Regions from separate parts of the Mus musculus genome. Here region 2 is linked to region 1. Evidence: chromatin contacts called from public promoter capture Hi-C data. All regions are on one chromosome and are shown on one strand. Each heading gives the region's core, a stretch centred on a gene start, on an enhancer-like site or on the middle of the called end of the contact. The rest is flanking DNA. Distances are from core to core; before and after follow the strand shown. Region 1 overlaps Akap12 (A kinase (PRKA) anchor protein (gravin) 12). Region 2 overlaps Rmnd1 (required for meiotic nuclear division 1 homolog).

Evidence for each region. Capture Hi-C pulls out chosen DNA fragments and counts their contacts.
Region 2: a contact with region 1 is called in a promoter capture Hi-C map of adipose tissue. The contact joins two enhancer-like sites. A contact is called at or near these places in 2 of 115 datasets of contacts at active chromatin or transcription factors (embryonic stem cells and pancreatic cancer cells) and 2 of 9 other capture datasets (adipose tissue and liver).

What each region holds. Positions count from the first base shown.
Region 1 is chr10:4,330,946-4,336,550 of GRCm38.p6, reverse strand. The region is part of intron 2 of Akap12 (A kinase (PRKA) anchor protein (gravin) 12); the gene reads right to left. Among named protein-coding and RNA genes, the nearest start is that of Gm40592, 23 kb to the right of the region's middle. Within about 2 kb of position 2,085, at least 264 of the 459 cell types and tissues checked have an H3K27ac peak or open chromatin away from gene starts, as enhancers often do. A contact at or near this core is called in adipose tissue, where this site is marked.
Region 2 is chr10:4,402,338-4,407,942 of GRCm38.p6, reverse strand. Rmnd1 (required for meiotic nuclear division 1 homolog) reads left to right here. Exons shown (of 13, transcript NM_025343.6): 11 at 18-138; 12 at 3,953-4,069; 13 at 4,442-4,774. The coding sequence ends at 4,474. Among named protein-coding and RNA genes, the nearest start is that of Zbtb2, 17 kb to the right of the region's middle. Within about 2 kb of position 2,237, at least 34 of the 459 cell types and tissues checked have an H3K27ac peak or open chromatin away from gene starts, as enhancers often do. A contact at or near this core is called in adipose tissue, where this site is marked.

The DNA.
Region 1 (5,605 bases), core at 836-3,335:
ATGTCACACCAGGCTTCCTACACCTCTCTATTATAGACCAGACTGGTCTTGAACCCATGGAGCGCAGCTAGCCTCCTCCCCGAGTGCTGAATCCTGCACCAGCACGTCTAGTCTCTTGTGCAGTTTCTGATTACTGGCAAAAAGTATAAAACCAGGCAACACTGTCCATATGCACAGTGTGAAGTATAATCTAGAAAGCCATAGATCCAACCACTTAATAGTACCTTAAAAACTGAACGGTTCTTCTAAATACTCTGCCTGTGGCTCCACTGGGATTACCCGCTGGAACCCCCTCCTTCCCACAAGAAACTGAGCACGAGACAAATTAATAAAAAATGGAATACACAACACCTTATACACACACACACACAAAAAAAATGCCAGGAGAGAGGGAGATCTCAGAGGACCCATTCAAAGTGTTGTTCATCCATCCATCCATCCATGCAGACACCCTGACTCGGGCTGGAGAGAGGGTGCAGCAGTTAAGAGAATAAGAGAATAGACAACTCTTTCTGAGGCCAGAAGTTCAGTTCCCAACTAAAACTATAAGCTGTAACTATAGGCTCTAGGGGAATCCAACATCTCTGACTCTGGAGGGCACCTGTACTCATACACGGACTGACTGGCACACACATATACACATTATCACAAACAAATCTTAAAGAAAACACCTAATGAACTTGGAAGAAGAATGCTATTCATTTTTTTAAAACGTCTTTAATTTGTAGGTTTCATAAATGTCCACCCTGGCCAGCAGTAGAAAGACTAGAGACATGACAGATGGGACAGACTATGAAAGAGCCCTCGGCATAAACAAGCTAAACTATAGGAAGTGAGAGATATTTTTAGCTCTGCTAAACTTTTGAAGTCATTTAAAATTCCACAGGGAGACACGGCTTTGGGGGGAAGAGTCACACAGAGAAAAAATATGGAAGCCCTGGAAAGTCTACGCCCCACTTTGAGACAACAGATTTGGCAGCATTCATCTTAAATATTTAAATCGGAGCCACTTTTGTAAATGTAAGTTAGCAAGTGGAGTTTAATTTTCTAAGAGCGTAAACGGGAAAGTGAGCGTAAACACGCACTCTCCTATATAGCCAGTCTCAGACTATCTATCAAACGCCAAGTTAGTGGATTTGCAAATGCATTCTGAACGCCTGGCGTAGACTGCCCACTTCTAGAAGTTGGCATAACATTACAACTCACACAAGTAGAGTCCTAGAAAACAAGCATGGGAAAAATAATTATTTTCACTACCTTTTTTTTTTTTTTTTTTTTTTTTTTTACTAATACTTAAATGGCATTTCTTCCCTTAGGTTTAGTAACTATGTATTATGTATTAGTATTATGGCTAATACTAACCACGTATGACAGAACTAAACTAAAATATTAGCCTGATACACGACTTCACTCAACGTTCTTATTTAATGAGCTCTAGGAAGCACTGAACGCTTACAATTTCTCAGACATAGGAACTTTTAAAATTAGACTAGGGCAGGTTATCCACAGTGAATCTGATGCTGATTCAACTCGCTAGCTGCTGTGGCTTCTCTCAACAGCACAGCCCCCACTTCTCTAAGGGGACCGGATAAGGCTCCCAACCAGATGCATTGTCCCGTGAGCGCTTCCAGGAAGATTTTGGTTTAAATAAAAATAAAATGTGCGGTTCATTGGTTTCCGAGGGGCTATGGAATGCTCTCCATATTCAATTATCTCTCCCTACACCGGTGAAAGTGTAGGGAGAGATAATTGAAAGCTAATAAAATTCCAGCCACACGGCTCACCTCTTGAGACTCTTCTTCCAGAGTCACATCAGCAGGAAGAAGAGTCACCAGTCTTACCTGTGATGGTAATAGTCCCCAGCATATTTAGTTACAGTTTTCGGCCTCTTACGGCAGGAAGTCTCCTTCTCCTCTGTCTACTCCCGGCTAACCAGTGAGATGAAAAGGAATGCAGTCCTCAGAGCATCAAGGAAGCTCTCCAGCCCTGGAGGTGCAGCAATGCGCACTGGAGAAGCGCTTCTCTGGCTAATTATAGGACGGCCCCGCCCACGCCGTAGGCCCCGCCCACAGCCAGCCAGCCCACACCTCTGTCCGGACTTGGCTGCACCACCCGGGGAAGTCACGTGCCCCATTTTACAGGGCTGGTCTCTGTGCCTGGTCTGTCGCGACCCAGGAGAAAGTTTTAAGTCTCTGGGGTGAGCCAGACCCCGAGCATCAATATTTGATCCAAGCGGTGACTTCATCCCTGGCACCGACTCCTGCATCTCAAACTTTTAAAATTATGTAAAGGCAATAACTGCACAGATATTAAATTCTCCGATTTTTAACGCCATTTTTAAAGGTGGATGAGGTGCAAAGCGGCATTTCCTTTTTAAAGCCCATAGTATGTTGCCAACCGTTTCCTACACTCCGGTCAGCGTAAAGACCCACAACTCTCTGCGATCCCAGGCCTTTTGCAAAGGGTTGTCACAAAGCGAACTATCTTTAGCATTTAACCGAGACAACTTTCTAAAAAGCAGAAATATCTGACCTTTGGGTCTCTCTACTTTTCGTGGTAGAAATGAGCTAAACATTGGGTTGAAACTTCACCAACACTCTCCTCCTGTTACAAGCGTATAGCAAATAAAACAGCTGCATTAAAAATCCAGGCAGCCCAATATTTCTTTTCTGTTAATCTTGAGATTGTTTCTCTACAAAGACACAAGTAATAAATGAGCTGGATCTTCAGTTAGGATAGGTCCAACTGGCCTGTTGGAGCGAACCACCTCTCCCCACCCCAAAATAAAAGGTTATATTATTGCTCTTCTCGTCAGACTTGAAGGCCTTGTTCATGACTACTTAGGGAACTGGAGCGGGGAGATCGGTGCGGGAAAAAGAGTAGACAGAGACAAGCGACATAAAAAGGGGATTAAAAAAATTTTTTTTGAAAGAAAGATTTCAGACATCCACGATGGTTGCTGCTTCTTGCCACCAGGAGGCACAATGCACCACATTCCAGCCCAGAAAGAGCGAAAAAGGGACAACTCCTGGGCAATCAGACAATGGTTACACATATCAGCATTACAAAGATCCAGAAAGGCTTCCCAGCCAACGCCCAACCTGGCTTTGAGTCTCGGCAAGCCAGGCAATGGGTCTTATCCTGGTTGGTTAAGATCTGGGAGCAGACATTTGCCCTCTGCATTCCCAATAGGTGGGGTTTCAGACAACCCAGACATCTCTCTTCCCACCATCTATTCCCTGTGTGTAGATCATGGATAAGAAGCCCTATATGCAGGGTCAGTGGTCCACATTAAACTAGACACTTCCCCCACAGTGTCCCAGGATCCCTGAAGGCCCAGGGAACTAAGAATACAGAACCACTTCCCAGTATTCAGTTGTAGACAGCACATGGCAGTCACCCCACTCCTCTGTGGATTCGGGTTTACATAACTGCATCACCAACACCTTCCCTTCTGACCCCAAATTCTAACAACAGCGACGCCACTTTGATAGCTAAGGGGAAAATTCACCAGATACAAAGCAGACAAAACACTCTTTTAAGAAAAGGCTAAGTAAGGCAAGATCTTTGCTTTCATAACACAGGTGACAATACACTCCTCAAATGAGGTTCAAAGTGAGGCAGCTAAGGCTCAAAGACAGCACAATGGATGCTGTGCTAGAGGCTGACCCTCCCAGCACACAGTTATCTGGAATCACTACCTCCCTGTGTAATGAAGAACAGGGAGTATATATAGCCGTGACCATCAGCAAGTTCCTCTGGGGCTGGCCTTAAAATGGAAAACCATCAATCAGGACAGAGGCAGAAGGAAAGGTCAGACAGAGGGGTCACTGCAAGGGCAGGCACCGTTCCCTTGACATTACTCCTTTCCACTCGCGTGAAAGGAGACGTTTTAGAGCCAGGCATCACCACCTAAAACAAAGATGACAGAATATATGCCCATCACTTGGCGGAAGATTGCTAGGGGGTGTTTTCTTAAATCTGCATGATCTAGTCAATAAATATTTGCCAAGGTCATGCTCCACTTTTGTTGTGCTGAAATCCACTGGGCGCTAATCAGATATTATGGCCTTAGGATACTTAGTTGAGAGTGGCAACCCCTGGGGATACAAGGATAGAGCTAGCCTAAGAGAAGAATAGGGACTCCCTAATGTTGAATACAAAGAAGCAGCATCCTGGGGCAATGTCTGGAAAGAGTGATTTGGGAACTCAGGGGTGGGCTCCTCATAGCTACTGTTACTTACAGTTCATGTTCATGTTCAGAGGCCCAAGACAGCAAAGGAGAGCTAGAGATGCTAACCAGAAATGCTAGTTAACAAGGAAAGATTTCTACGGACATCTTAAGAACTTTGTAATAACACAGTCTCAGCAAGGAAAGCAGACAGCCAGGAATGGTGTACTTGTGTAATTCCATCACTGTGGACAGAAGGCTAGCCTCAGCTACATAATGACTTTGAGGCCAGCCTGGGCTACATGAGTCTCTCCCAAAAAATAAAAATTACAGTAACAGGACAAACAATCTGAGTACAGCATATAACTTCTTTAAGATATACAGAGATGCACATAACAGCACACACCTGTAATAGCAGCACTTAGGTAATAGAGGAAGATCAGGAGTTCAAGGCTACCCTCAGGCCAGCTAAACTATTGGACCACATTTCAAATAAGCAAAGAAAGAAAGAAACAGACAAGAGATGCAAATGTGGGGCTAGCGGGATGGTAGCTGAGTCATTAAAAGAGGATGTTGTTCTTGCATCCAGCACCCATCTTTTTTCTCTGCTCCCCCCCCCCCACACACACAGGGTTTCTCTGTCTAGCCCTGGCTGTCCTGGAACTCACTTTGTAGACCAGGCTGGCCTCGAACTCAGAGATCCACCTGCCTCTGCCTCTCAAGTGCCACCACTGCCCGTCAAAAAATAACTCTGTCTTTTTTATTTTATTTTATTTTATTTTATTTTCATTTTTATTTTGTTTTTTTGAGACAGGGCTGTGTAGCCCTGGTTGTCCTGGAACTCACTATGTAGACCAGGCTGGCCTCGAACTGAGAGATCTGCCTTCCAGCACCTATCTTAGGTGGCTTACAACCATAACTATAACAACCGTAACTCCAGTTCCAGGGGATCTGATATCCTCTTCTGTACTTTGGAGGAAACGCACACTTACATATGCACATATCCACAAATATACACATAGTTTGAAAAGAGGGGGTTGTTGAGATAGCTCAGGGGTTAAGAATACTGGCTGTTCTTTGGAAGGACCAAGGTTCAATTCCAGAACCTAGATGGTGGCTCATGACCACCTGTAACTCCAGACTCATCTTAGAGCCTCCTCTGGCAATGCAACCACAGATATACATTAAGATAAAGACACACATAAAATGAAAGTCAAGAAAATCTCGACAAGCAGTGGTGGCACATACCTTTTTTTTTTTTTTTTTTTTTTTAATCCCAGTGCTTGGAGGGGCAGAGGCAGGCAGTTCGAGGCCAGCCTGGTCTGCAGAGTGAGTTCCAGGACAGCCAGGGCTACACAGAGAAACCCTGTTTCAAAAAACAAACAACAACAAACAAACAAAAAACCTCAGAAGAAAAGGTTTTTGTTCATTTCT
Region 2 (5,605 bases), core at 988-3,487, 71 kb before region 1:
GTCCTTTTTTTATTTAGGCACCGAATAAACCTGAGCTCAGATTTCTTGATCACCCCTGACTTCTACTGGGACAGAGCAAACCTGGAAGAGCTTTATGACAAGACCTGCCAGTTCCTTAGCATCACGCGAAGAGTTAAGGTATGGTGCATGCCTATATTTCCAACACTCTGAAGGCAGAAGCAGGCCAGAGTTCCAGGACAGCCAGGGCTACACTTGGGCAGGGTTTCTGCTACAATTAGTATAGCTGAAATTTTCAGCATTTGGAGAAATACTCTTTGGATTACCAGTTCCTCGTGTCCTCTCTGCTGTCACTTTCCAGTCTCTCTTTCTCAGGAGACAGACAGGACAGTTGCTCTCAAGACCAAGCTGGACTAGAGATAAGAACCTGACAGCCTTGACCACCTGAAGGAAGGTATAAAACATAATGGTTACAAGAGGAGTTTTAGATACAAAATACCACACTGTAGCCCAGGCTGGCCTCAAGCCCCATGCTCCTCTTGTCCTAGCCCTAGTTCTTGGGTTACAGATGTGAGTCACATTTGGCTCCACTTCTCAGCTTTCTGTGTCAAAGGTTCACTCCTGAGAGTTCCCTGGTTTCAATGCTTGTTTCCTTGTTTGCTTGGAGAGTAGACATCTCACTGTACTGCCAGGCCGGCCTTGGACTTGGGAATCCTGCATCAGCCTCCCAAGTAGCTAAACATGATTTTTCCTTTGCATGTTACATGTGGTGTGATACTTGCTTGTGTTCATTGTATATATACATGTAGATGTGCACATGCCTTATAGACACTAGAGGGTAACTTCAGTCTTCCTCTGTAGTAGTTCCATATTCCAGATGTCTGAGACATTTGCTAATCCAGGTTGTCTGGACAGATGAAACAAGTATGGCTTTCCTGATTGGAGAGTACACAGGCTGAAGATGAAGATGTGAGGGAGAGACCAGAGTTGTGTGTCAATGAGGCCTCTCCAGCACTGGCATCAGCTAACTGCCGTACAGTTTCCCTAAAACTAGCAGCTGACAGCAGCTTTGTCCTAGTTTCCTGGGCCAGGGCCTCTCATAGAGCTGCAAGCAGTTGCGGCCTGCCTGCCTGGGAAGGACCGGCTTCCTGCCTTTTCACATGGCGGCTCATACACTAAGGTTTCAGCTCCTTACCACAGACGCTTCTGCACAGGGCACCTACTAACCATTGTGTACACGGTAAGGCAGTGCTAGAGAACACATGAGGCAGTGTCTCACTGCCTATTTACAGGCCCAGGCAACTCATCCTTTTTGCTGTGTTCTGTTTAAAACAAGTCGGGAGGCCTGCTGACTTTTTAGCAGCCTACTTCATAAACACTGACCTACATATCCGCATAAGACCCTGGCTACAGAGTGAGTTAGAAGCCAGCCTGGGTTCCATGAGACCCGGTCTCAAAAGGATGTTGATTCCCTAAGTATGGAGTGGCTGGCAGGCGAGTAGCGTGTTGCGGAGGGGTTAGTGAGCTGTGCGGGAGGAAGTGGTTCCGTGAGGTCTCTCAGACTAGGATGCTTAGAATAGGCGCATGCGATGCAAATGCTGTCTCCACTTCTGAAAATAAAGCCCCTTGTGACAAGCTTCTAGGTGCAGCCATACTGAAGTATTCTAGTTTCCCCTTTGATGTCTCTTGGTGTGCTTTGTTATAATAGTCATTACAATGAGATGGAGTATGACTGCCACCAAGATGTAGGCAGCTCCCCCTCTTAGAATTGGCCTGTTCCCACGTAAGCTTAATGAATTGGTCAGGATCTAGCCGTGAGCTCAGGGCTGTACACTGCTGCCTGCACCACCACCACGTTTCCTGACCTCTGCTCTCCCTTTCCTTGGAAATTCTTACTGGATTCATCTAGCTGCATTTCCCTTCCTGGGTCTCCAAGTGATCTCAGGCTCTCTGTACTGACATTCTTAGGTATCCACTAAACCAGCAGTTAGTCTCCTGAGTCTGAAACTGCTTTGGCTTAGGCTAATCCAGCTTTGAACTAAAGAAAACTTAAGTTTAATCATCAAGGGACTTCTTGTTTCAAGATGGGGTCAGTGTAGCTCTGGCTGGCCAAGAACTTGCTATGTAGATCATGCTGGCTCTAGATTCTGAAATCTGCCGCCTGCCTTTGCTCCAGGACTGAGATTTCACAATATTCACCTCCAGGAATGCTCCTTATCTGTCTTATGTGTGTCTGTGCGGAGTCACAGGCAGCTGTGAACTGCTGATAGGAGTTCTGGGGAGCAGCCTGGGTGTCCTCTGCAGGAGCAGTCACACTCCTACCGCTGAGCTCTCTCGAGGCCCCAGGAGTCTTTAACGTTGTTACAGGAACACTGCACAGATTGCTGTTAAAGCAGTAAAGTTGGGGAGGAGCATGCTCTCTGTGCTGTGTACAGTTGAAATGGAGAGAGGATCTTAAAAGATGAGCACACCAGAGGCCAAGACTAAGCAGTGGACAAAGACCACAAAGGACCGCAGTGCCACCCTGACATTTATAGGTTAGAAGCTACAATGTGATTCTATCAACCGCTGTGTTCTGTGTGTTGACCCTAATTGGTAAAGCAGTTAAATGCTCTGTGCCAAACCCTGAATATGACCTGCTATGATGCTACATACTGGAAATCTGGATGCTACACCATGGAATCCCTGCCTAGACTGCTGCTCATACTGGCCAAACCTGCACTCACTAACTATAAATGTTCCGACTTTACAGCTTTCAGAAGTGCACAGGTTCTAAGAAGGTAGATAGCTACACTCACATCCAGGTTTAAAGTCAGATGCTATTTGGTGCAACTCCCATCCATACCCCACTCCAGCTTATCCAAGGCGTCATAACCGAGAACCTTTGCCAGTTCAGCTAGTGATGGTGCCATCTAGTGGTGAGTTTCTGTTACAGGTACTACATGTTTGAGTAAAAAGCCTTATTAGCTTAGCCCCTGTGCCAAATCAGTCTTTTTTTTTTTTTTTTTTTTTTTTTAAGATCATATTAAAGGCAGGTTTATTGGGAATTGAGGCCAGGAGGAGTTGCCATTGGGAGGGATGGGGGACAGAGAAAGAGAGAAAGGGTATGAGCATAGAGAAAAGAGAGAGAGGAAAAGTGCCAAATCAGTCTTTGTCATGCTTAATAAAGTTTCTTGTTCCCGTAACAAAATGCTATTTCTTAAACATCCATCAGTCATGGATTAGTATGCAGGGTTTCTTTTTAAACTGCAATACAAAGGGACCAAGAAATAAAACTGACCTGGTAGTTTAGTTTGCCATCAAGCATGAAGCCTCAAGTTCAGTAGCCAGCACTGATTTCATGTGGTGGCCCATGGAATACCAGCATTCCTGGAGGTGGTAGCAAGAAGACTTAAGGCCACCCTAGGTTACATGAGACCCCATCTCAAAATAAGCGGGTGCGGAGATGGCTTGATTAGGAGTGTGTCCTGTACAGAGTTAAGATCCCAGCATCTGCCGGGCAGTGGTGCTGCACGCCTTTAATCCCAGCACTCAGGAGGCAGGCAAAGTTTGAGTCCAGCCTGGTATACAGAGGGAGCTCCAGGGAAGCCAGGGCTGTACAGAGAAACTCTCTCAAAAGAACAGATCGGGGCTGGGTATGGTGGCGCACGCCTTTAATCCCAGCACTCAGGAGGCAGAGGCAGGCAGATTTCTGAGTTCCAGGACAGCTAGGGCTACACAGAGAAACCCTGTCTTGAAAAACCAAAAAAAAAAAAAAAACAAACCAGATCCCAGCACCCATATAGCTCGCTCACAAACGCTTAGTACAAGCTGGCCCCACAGGCATCTATGCACATGTACATTCATAAACATACACAATAAAACAAAACTGCATTACAAAAAGGTTTCTAGATGGAGTCATTAAACACCCTTTGCTAACCGCTGGTCATCTTAGAGGACTAAGCATAAGAATTTGATGACCTAGCATATCTTACCTGTTTTCTCTTTCTTGCAGGTCATGAATGAAAAACTGCAGCACTGCATGGAACTAACAGACCTAATGCGGAATCACCTCAATGAGAAGCGAGCACTCCGCTTGGAGTGGATGATCGTCATCCTCATCACCATTGAGGTCAGCAGCAGCCCCGCCCGGGCTCTACTCCCAAGTACTTGCATCGGATGACTAGGCTAGTGTGCAAATGCAGTAAGTGAGGTCCCGAGTTTTAAAGACGGCATTGGCTCCTTTTCATTAGTTTGCCACGTGGAGCCTAACACCTACTCGGCTACCTGAGCCTCAGCCCTGCAGTCTTGTGAGAAGGCAGGGCCACATCACTAACCGCAGTCTTCAGTCAATGGCCTTCACTGCTATGCTGTTACTTATGTCAGCCTGACACAGTGAAGAATCACCAGGGGTTTGTGGACCAAGGAAAGCCCCTTTTTTCTTAGAAAATGAAATTCAGTTCTACCACAAGAAGTAGTAACTCTCGCTCTGTGTTTTCCTAAGGTAATGTTTGAGCTGGGGAGAGTCTTCTTCTGACCTTGTGATCATGAAAGCACCACACTGGCAAGAGAGAAGTCAAGTTCTGAACCAGCAAAGCCAGCGTTCACTACTGGTGACTCTTACTCTACCCTCTAAGTCAAGGGGCTGTCAGTGCGCAGGGGACACACCTAGAACCTCAGGAAGCTGAAGCAGGCAGATCCTGATGTCCAGAGCAGCCCTGGCTACACAGGGAAACGCACTCATCTCTGCACTGGAAAAGCAGAGGCAGACTGCCCAGTTTGAGGCCAACAATAACACAGCAGAACTGTCTCAAAATAAAACACAAATGACATAATGATCCTTTCAGCTCTTAATTATGTTGCTACCTGAATAAGAAAGAGTTCAGAGTATGGTGTTTGGGTCAATATACTCAAAGTTCTAAAGGAAAAAGAATGACTAGGCCAACTTTCAACACCATTCTTTTTTTTTTTCTTTTTTTTTTTTTTTTGGTTTTCAGAGTTTCTGTGTAGCCCTGGCTATCCTGGAACTCACTTTGTAGACCAGGCTGTCCTTGAACTCAGAAATTCACCTGCCTCTGCCTCCTGAGTGCTGGGATTAAAGGAGTGCGCCACTCGATACCATTCTTAAAACTCTGGAATCATGGCCCTAGCTTACAAGCCATACAAACACTTGTGTTACAAATGTATGTTGTTTTGGCAGTAATACATTGACAAAGTCGGTCTCCCTACAAACATACTGTATTATGTGCATGTCTCATGGATCACTCATATCACAAACACATACAATTAAGGACATAATTACCTTCATGGTAATTATTAGTCATATTTTTAGTCATAGCTCTGCCCCCCCCCCACTCTGCCAAGATCCCACTGTTCATGTGTGTGTGTGTGTGTGTACATTCATCCAGTACTGCTTTGCATACACTACAATGGAGCATTCATTTTGTGCCTTGGCCGACTACACCAGAGAATACACATTCAGTGACATCTTGCTGATGCTGTGCTTGCTAGTACTGCCAAGGCGAGTGTGTGGCCTTTCTTTCCAGCTCTCTGCAGAGATGCTGGGGACCCCACTGCAATCCCTATAACCCAAGGGAACCCAAGTTTCCCAAGGAGTAGTAGCAGCAGCATGAGCCAGCTGTCACAAGCCTGCTGTGAGTGTAAAAAC